3 separate regions of the Mus musculus genome follow, and regions 1 and 3 are each linked to region 2. Evidence: chromatin contacts called from public HiChIP or PLAC-seq data. All regions are on one chromosome and are shown on one strand. The core of a region is the stretch at or near the end of the contact, and the rest is flanking DNA. Distances in the headings are between cores, read along the strand shown. Region 1 overlaps Ryr2 (ryanodine receptor 2, cardiac). Region 2 holds the start of Ryr2 (ryanodine receptor 2, cardiac). Region 3 overlaps Ryr2 (ryanodine receptor 2, cardiac).

Region 1 (2,700 bases), core at 5-2,504, 150 kb before region 2:
TTCCTGCCATCAAAGACTTAGCAAACCTAAAGCCTGTGACGTCGACAGAAAAGGCTTGTGTGCTTTTATACAAACATCAGAGGAACACAGAGGTAGGAAAAAAGGCTCAGATATACCATCTTCTCAGCACCCACAAATTGTATCATTTTAGTCCTTTTTAAGAATCACACAGAACCCAGGCTAGCCTCGAACTTGCTGTGTAGGCTGAGGCTTGCCTTGAACTCTTGATCCCCCCTGCCTCCACCTCTGAGTGCTGGGATGGCAGACATATGCCACCTCACCTGGTAGGGATGTGTATTTTCTTTGGAATTTAATATGCCCAACACATAGATGTTTCTGCTGTTCCTCAAAGTATTTCCATTCACCCACTTTCCATATCTCAACACGTGACACTTTCTATTAAGCAATAATCAATACCAGACACTTAGGACTTTTCTTTAGAATTTCCTCCTTATTGCCTTCAGTAGTTTGAATGTGAAATGCCCCCTCTAGGCTCATGTTGGGAGATATTATAAAGTCTTTAAGAGGTTTTTTGCTGGAAGAAATATGTCACTGGGGGTGGGTTTAAGGCTTTGTAGCCTGGTCTCACTTCCTGTTTTCTCTCTGTCTGCTTCTTGTGTGTGGAAGAAATGTGAGCATACATCCTGTTGCTGCTGCACCATGCCACACTTTCTCACTCTTTATGGTCTCGACCCCTCTGGAACTGTAACTCAAAAGAAACCCTTCCTTCTGTAAGTCGCTTTTGGTCATGTGCTCATCACACAACAGGAAAATAGCTAACAGACTACTAGGCCCTGCAAGCTACGCAGCCTGTCTTCCAGCTGCAGCACAGGTCAGCTTCTCCACGGGTCAGGCTCTGCAGGAGCCATCACCTCCTCCATTTGAGCATCCTTTCACACCTGCTACAGGGGTCATCACAGGGATGGCCTTTGTGGTGAAGGAACTGAGAAGACAACTGTGGCAAAGAACTGAGAGTACTGTGTGGTAAGACACCAGGAATATAAGGAACAGGGGACAGAGAGCTACAGAACATTGATAGCAAATGGGGAGACAGGGACCTGAAGTGCAAAAGAGCTGATCTGTGTGACTGAGAAATAGGATGCATGTGTAGCTGTCTGGCACTGTGCAGCTGCCTGTCACTGTACAGCTGTCTGGCACTGTACAGCTGCCTGTCACTGTACAGCTGTATGGTACTGTACAGCTGCCTGTCACTGTGCAGCTGCCTGTCACTGTACAGCTGTATGGCAGTGTACAGCTGTATGGCAGTGTACAGCTGTCTGGCACTGTGCAGCTGTCTGACACTGTGCAGCTGTCTAGAACTGTACAGCTGTATGGCTGTTTACAGCTGTCTGGCAGTGTACAGCTGTCTGGCAGTGGCAGTATGTAGCTGAATGGCACTGTACAGCTGTATGGCAGTGTACAGCTGTCTGGCACTGTGCAGCTGTCTGGCACTGTGAAGCTGTCTGGCAGTGTACAGCTGTATGACACTGTGCAGCTGTCTGGTACTGTATAGCTGTATGGCAGTGTACAGATGTCTGGCACTGTGCAGCTGTCTGGCACTGTGCTGCTGTCTGGCAGTGGCAGTATGTAGCTGTCTGGCACTGTGCAGCTGTCTGGCACTGTGCAGCTATCTGGCACTGTGCAGCTATGTGGCACTGTGCAGCTGTCTGGCACTGTATAGCTGTATGGCAGTGTACAGCTGTATGGCACTGTGTAGCTGTCTGGCACTGTGCAGCTGTCTGGCACTGTATAGCAGTATGGCGGTGTACAGCTGTATGGCACTGTGCAGCTGTCTGGAAGTGTTGGGATGTCTGGCAGTGAACTAGATGTATCTTATCTAATACGCCAAACTATATGACAAAATATTGAAGATATTATCATGAAGCCATCTGAAACATAACAAACTAGCCTGATAGACACCAAAATAGAAGAAAGGGTCTCAGAAACCTTGAGCCAAGGAATTCATTTCTTCTTATAAATTCTTGAAACTAGCTTACATTTATGAAATAGTTTAACAGCTGTGGCAACATGGAAATTAGGGTGAGTAAAAGATAAAGGGGGGCAGGGAGACAGCTTAGTGAGTAATTCATTCACTGTGCAAGAATAGATTAGAGTCAGATCCCCAGAACCCAAGCAAATCTGGCTGGGGATAACAATGCACCTGTAATGCCATGCTGAGACAGAGACAAGGGATCTTTGGAAGCAAACTAGCTAAAAAGACTTGCCAAGATAGCAAACTCCGGGTTCCACAAGAGACCCTGCCTCAATATATAAAATGGAGAGCAATAGAGGAAGACACACCCATGTCAACTTCAGGCCTCCATACACACATGCTCATATATGCACATGCACTCCAACACTCTCACATACAAACACACATACATACATGCATACACACACACAAGAGATCAAGTGGGTTAGATAATATATGTCCATTAGCTGAAAGTACCTCATAGATGAGCATTTGATTTGATCTTTATTGGAAGCGGTAAGTTTTCAATAGTATTCTACTCTAATAGAATAGGAAGACTAACAGAGTCAACTAACCTTGACACTTGGGGCTCTCAGAGTCTGAACCACCAACCAAAGAGCACACACAGGCTCGACCTAGGTCTCCCGGCTCATACATAGCACGTGTGCAGCTTGGCCTTCATGTGGGTTCTGAACAGCTGGGTCAGGGACTATCCCAAAAGCTGTTGC
Region 2 (2,700 bases), core at 71-2,570:
CGACACATGTTCATGATGCTCAGCCTCTGTAAATTCTTTCATGCGGTCCGTGCACACACACACACAACACACAGGAACGCACACTCACACACACACACACATGCACACACACACACACACACACACACACACACACACACACACACACACGGTTCCAATGCGCTCTGCAAGCTGTCGTCACGAAAACCAGCATGGCACCATGCCGGGAACCGTGGGGACCACCGGAGCAAGCCTCCATGGCATTGGTATCTGCTCGACTTGGGGGCACCCTGGGGGCAGCCTTCTCAGCCCTGGCCAGTCACTATATGATCGACACCGCCAAGTACTCGGATTGCGATGTCTTCACTCCGTGACGGCGCGCAGACTCAGCCCTGAAGCCCCAGGGACGGCGAAAGCCAGAGCCGCCACGCTAAGCGCGCCCCACGGAACACGCAGCCCTGCACCCTAGCCTGAGTCGGTCGAAGAGGTCCCTGGCCAATTCAGCTCCCGCAGCTGGGTAGCGCCCGCCCGGGTGCCTCCCGCTGGCTCGCCACGCTGTCACCGCACTGAGTCCTCTTGGTTTTCCACATGCGCGCACAGACACGCGTCCTGCCCTTCCCCGGGCAGACCCGCACACCTGCACACATGTGGTGATGCAGACCCCTCCAGCATCCCTGGGGCGCCTCTGGCGGACCAGAGGCGGCCCCGCAGCCGGTTGTCACTCTACGGGGACCCTGCGGGGGGCTCCCAGGCACCCCTTCCCCTGGGAGATGCGCGCCGCGACGTGGCACTTACAGTTCTCAGGAACTGGATCTCATCCTCGCCTTCGCCCGCATCAGCCATGGCTCCGCGCTCCTGGCCCGGCCGGCTCCGGAGCCCGGCGGAGCCCCACGACCGCGGCCACTTATGCTGCTGCTGCTACTGCTGAAGCTGCTGCTGCGGCTTCTCTGGACGCTCTAGTCACTGCTAACCAGGATGTTCTAGGGGCTCCAACGGCTGCTACTCGGGTCGCTGCCCCTGCGGCGGCCACAGCCAGGAGCCCGAGGCACCCGGGGGGCCGCGCTGCTGGTGCCGAGAGCCCAGCGGTCGGTCCCCCTGCAGCGCGGCGGAGGCGGGCACGCGGGGGCGGCCGAGGCGCGGGGCCTCCCTGCGCCGCACGGTGCGGGAGGAGGGCAGCCCGGCGTGAGGACGCAGGGAGGAGGCCCCACTGCCCGGCGCGCTCGGCCCCGGCTCCCGCCAGCGAGTGCCCGGAGCCCGCGGAGCCGGGCTAGTGCAGCGGCGGGGGCGGGCTGGGGGCGGGCGGGGAGGAGCTGCCAGCCCCGGCTGCTGCAGGTAATCCGCAGCCCGCTCCTCCGGCCGCCAGCGCCGGGGCACAGTGCCGCTTACTGGCTGCTTGGGGAATCAACTGGCGCGTGCCAGAGCGCTCAGCCATCCCCTGCACCTGTGCCCTTCCTGACCTCAAGTCCAAGGAGCTCAGCTTCCCGCTGAGCCCTGCTACAGTACTTGCCACCCATTTCTAAGGCCTTTTGGATTGCACGGGGAACTCTCCTTCTCCCCCGGTGCACAGAATGGGGAGCCTCTACGTGTGATCGATATTTACACTTCGACTCCCTCCATACGAGATAGAGGTGGTTTTCTTAGTTATTGAGTCAGCATGCACCAGACTCATCACAGATTAAGTTCTCACCACAAGGGGCCTGGTGTGGATGGTCGAGGAGTTTTAACAAATTATTCAGCAACAGGGGTGAGAGAGAAGGCTGAAGAAGAGCACTCACTGATCTTGTAGAGGATGCGCCTCGGTTCCTAGCACCCACGCGAGACAGCTCACAACCACCTGTCACTCTGGTTCCAGGAGACCCAGTGCCCTCTGGCCTCCATGGGCACCTGAAGGTACTTCGTGCACATACATTTATTAGGCACATATGCATAGATAAAATAAGTATATATTAAAAAGTACTCAACGACAGCACAACAATCCCAGCATTCAACGACAAAGTAGGCATCTTGCCATGCATTGTGATACAAGACACACAAATTCATAATGCACCTGCGCAAGAAATTACAATAAAGTATGGTGTGCTAAGGACCAGTCCGATCACTGAATGCGCTAAACTCACACCGTGGTATCCGCGATCTGCCGTGAGAGAGCAAAGTTAAACATTCCTCCACAAATGCCGGATCCAAATCTCACAATGCTCCATGTAATCATAAGCCATCAAATCTCCATTTTAAAAACAGCTGCTGTAAGCCAGCTAGCCGGCTCAGCTGGTGAAGGCACTTGCCACCAATCCTGACTAGATGAGTTCAATTCCAGGGACCCACATGGTGGGAAGAAAGAACTCCAAGTTCTCCTCAGCCTCCACACACAGCCGTCATACACATAAATAAATAAATGTTTTTAAAAGTAGTATGTAACTATGACTAAGAAATAAAATGTCGGAAGCAACTGGGACAAGAAATCCAACACATGTTTTCTCAGTTCTAAGTGTTTTCATTTATATCACTGAAAAAAAATTATAGAGAAAGCAACGTTCCCACATGCCCAACCTACTCATAGTCAGGAGTTATACAATAAATAATTTTGCGTTAACTTATCTCTGCTACACATGTTACAGCATCTGGTACATCATTAAAACTGCCCAGAAATTTTCAGGTGGGTTACATTTTGTTTCCACCTTTCCTATTTTCGTCCTTACAAAGTTAAAGTTTTTGTCTATTTCC
Region 3 (2,700 bases), core at 142-2,641, 170 kb before region 2:
ATGGCCAAGACACTTGAGGCTTTGAGTGACAGTATCCTAGTCATTATAGAAACAAATGAATAGTTGATTTTTTAAAATTATATAATATCCCTTTGTCAGCTGATGGCAATTTTGGTTGTTTCTCCATTTGAGGCTGTTATGAGGGGAAAAAAATGCCTAAACACATAAGCCTCTGAGCAGAAGCAGATACATAACTCTTGGATAGATAATAACCAAGAGTGGATTTCCAGGCTATGTCATAAAACTTTAATTTTATCAGAAATAACAATTTTTCAAAATGATTGCTCCATTTTGTATTAATATGTAACTTCATGATCTTCATTATCACATACCAATGTTTGCAGCTAAGATATTTTATGCAGATATTAGAAAATTATACTAGCAAAAGATGTTAGCATTTTAATTATGTGAACTTTTGAAATTATTTATCTTCAGAATTTTTCTGTACAGCCTTTTATTCTTTATATTATATATGGCAATGGAGAATCATGCTTTATATCAAGTAGTAAATTAAATATCACTCCAAGTGCACTGCACCAAACACATAGCCAATCAGCATAGAATTAAGCATTATTGTAGCCACAAGTGTTTATTCAAGTCAAGCTAAAGACATTCAATTAATTCCACAAGGCAGGAAAGCAATCTCTGTGTACTATGGGAGTATAGGAGAATCTTTTCAAAGCCAAATGAACTGATGAACTGTCAGAACAGAATATCGGTATTATCATGGTTCTAAAGAATAAAAGGAAATTTAAAAAAATCAATATATATTTATTGAGTGTCTCCTTCCCTCAAAAATATGTTAGTTCCTGAGAGGTGAGACAGGTGAGTTGTTGTCTCTGCCAGCACGTACTTTCCAGGCTAGAGAAAGCAGAGAGAACAGGACCATATACTCTGTAGCAAGGCAGAGAGGAGGGGGCAGCAGAAGAAATTCACCTTGCTGGGCAGGCTTAGAAGGACAGAAATGGAGGGAGAACAAAGCCAAAGAACAAATGAACCAATGAGAAAGGAAGAGACAGAGGAATGAAAGGGAAGAAGTGAGAAGGGAGGAGAGAGAGATACAAAGAGTGTGAGGGGTGGGGAACAGGAAGGGAGGGAGGGAGGGAGGGGAGGGAGGGAGGGAGGAAGTCCACATTCCCAGAAGATCTAGGGGCAGCAGCACACACCTAAAATCCTAGCACTGGGGGAGCAGCCCCTAGAGGAACCTTCCAGCTCACTGAACAGTCAGCCAGTGAGCCAGTGAGCTCCTGGTTCAGTGAGGTCCTAGACACAAAAAGAAACTGGAGAGCCACAGGAAAAGACAACTGACCTTGACCTCTAACCTCCACCTGTGTATACACACACACACTTACAAGACATAAACACCTACACTCAAAATGTCTGAAATACACATTTCTGTGCCCATCAATACAGTTTTTAGGCTCACAGCCAGGCTTATCTATTTGCATACTGTCTACAGCTGCTCTGGGGCTAAATGTCAGAGTTGAGAAGAAAACATGACCCAAGATACCTAAAATATTTACTCTCTGGCTCTTCCGAGAAAAACCTGCCAAGCCAGCTCCACTGGCTGCCATGTGTCTACCACAGCTAAGTCATACTCTCAGATCTAGAAAAGGAGAAGCATGAAAACCCAGAGCACAACTGGACTGTTCTGCAAATTCAGGTTCAAGGGTCAAATACTGACAACTTTGGGATAGGGAGAAAACCGTCAGTGGTTTAGAGCTTCCCAATACTGAGGTCCTGACTTCAGATCCCATGTAAACCCTCGGTGGGTGTGATAGCCTGACTGTAATTCCAGTCTTGGAAGGCAAAGATAGGGAATACCCAGGGCATGCTACTTATTGCTACGCACGCTCCAGTGGAGTTTGCTTGGCAGGCCGAGAGGCCTGGGAGCACTCATGAGGCAAAGAGTTTCACGGAAACTCACCTCCTGGAACTTTGGCATTCTCATAACCCGTATATTCTTACCCTATCCCTGCGTTAGTCTGGTGTATGGATCCATGTGCTCTCTTTTAGTATTATCTTATTATAAGTGCCTTTTTAGATTGAATTCTGACATAGCTAAGCCTTCGCCAGTGTTCCAATGTCCCAGAAAGTCCTTGAAGCCAACAAACTTGGAAAGCAGTGAGAAGGTTATCTATTCAGTAGCATTCAAATTTACTTCTAGTAGAGACAGTGAAACTAATTAGGCATTACAAAGAACAGAGCTAGAATAGCTCAGGGCTAGTCTGCAGAGTGATTACTTAGGACAGTAGCCAGTCTTACCCAAACCCAAACACAATGGCCTAGCTAATAGGTGGGTTTACCATGAAAGAGTTAGGGAATCCCACTGAGACAGGAATCTTCACTACAGCCAGGTATAGCAGGCTACATTGCATATTAGAAGCAAGTTGGTGAATTCTTCTGACAAATGGAGATTCTCCACAGATACTTAAAAGAACACCAACGTTACACTCATACAAGAATTTATCAGGGTCTAAGAAATAGGGGGCTTGTGGTATTGCATTATTCATGAGAAGGTCTGCTAGAGCAGAACCCCCTGGTGCAAGCTTTCACAAGGCTCAAAGGAGTAGCAAATTGTGACTAGGGTGTGAAATCCTTACCTGTCATTAAAAATGGGGGAGGGGCAGGACCAGGTTTGGGAAGAGGCAGGAGAAAAAGTCCAGAGTGGCACGAGAATGAAAAGAAATAAGTAGCAGT

What was found. HiChIP or PLAC-seq counts read pairs in DNA pulled down with a chosen protein or histone mark.
Region 1: an H3K4me3 HiChIP or PLAC-seq map of the SCID.adh cell line shows a contact between it and region 2, with 12 read pairs. The contact joins the enhancer-like site here to the promoter of Ryr2 in region 2. A contact is called at or near these places in 2 of 39 promoter capture datasets (the C10 cell line and hippocampal neurons), 1 of 484 Hi-C or Micro-C datasets (cerebral cortex), 4 of 115 datasets of contacts at active chromatin or transcription factors (the SCID.adh cell line, embryonic stem cells, neural progenitor cells and 1 more) and 2 of 9 other capture datasets (adipose tissue and embryonic stem cells).
Region 3: a contact with region 2 is called in an H3K4me3 HiChIP or PLAC-seq map of embryonic stem cells, with 8 times the contacts expected there. The contact joins the enhancer-like site here to the promoter of Ryr2 in region 2. A contact is called at or near these places in 8 of 39 promoter capture datasets (the C10 cell line, embryonic stem cells, hippocampal neurons and 2 more), 2 of 15 datasets of contacts at CTCF or cohesin (embryonic stem cells and large pre-B cells), 16 of 484 Hi-C or Micro-C datasets (the HL-1 cell line, cerebellar granule neurons, cerebral cortex and 2 more), 13 of 115 datasets of contacts at active chromatin or transcription factors (the SCID.adh cell line, cardiomyocytes, embryonic stem cells and 1 more) and 1 of 9 other capture datasets (embryonic stem cells).

The regions. Positions count from the first base shown.
Region 1 is chr13:11,958,442-11,961,141 of GRCm38.p6, forward strand. The region is part of intron 1 of Ryr2 (ryanodine receptor 2, cardiac); the gene reads right to left. Among named protein-coding and RNA genes, the nearest start is that of Ryr2, 150 kb to the right of the region's middle. Within about 2 kb of position 1,255, at least 48 of the 459 cell types and tissues checked have an H3K27ac peak or open chromatin away from gene starts, as enhancers often do. A contact at or near this core is called in the SCID.adh cell line, where this site is marked.
Region 2 is chr13:12,105,625-12,108,324 of GRCm38.p6, forward strand. Ryr2 (ryanodine receptor 2, cardiac) reads right to left here and starts at 1,321. Exons shown (of 105, transcript NM_023868.2): 1 at 775-1,321. The coding sequence starts at 822.
Region 3 is chr13:11,932,265-11,934,964 of GRCm38.p6, forward strand. The region is part of intron 2 of Ryr2 (ryanodine receptor 2, cardiac); the gene reads right to left. Among named protein-coding and RNA genes, the nearest start is that of Ryr2, 170 kb to the right of the region's middle. Within about 2 kb of position 1,392, at least 17 of the 459 cell types and tissues checked have an H3K27ac peak or open chromatin away from gene starts, as enhancers often do. A contact at or near this core is called in embryonic stem cells, where this site is marked.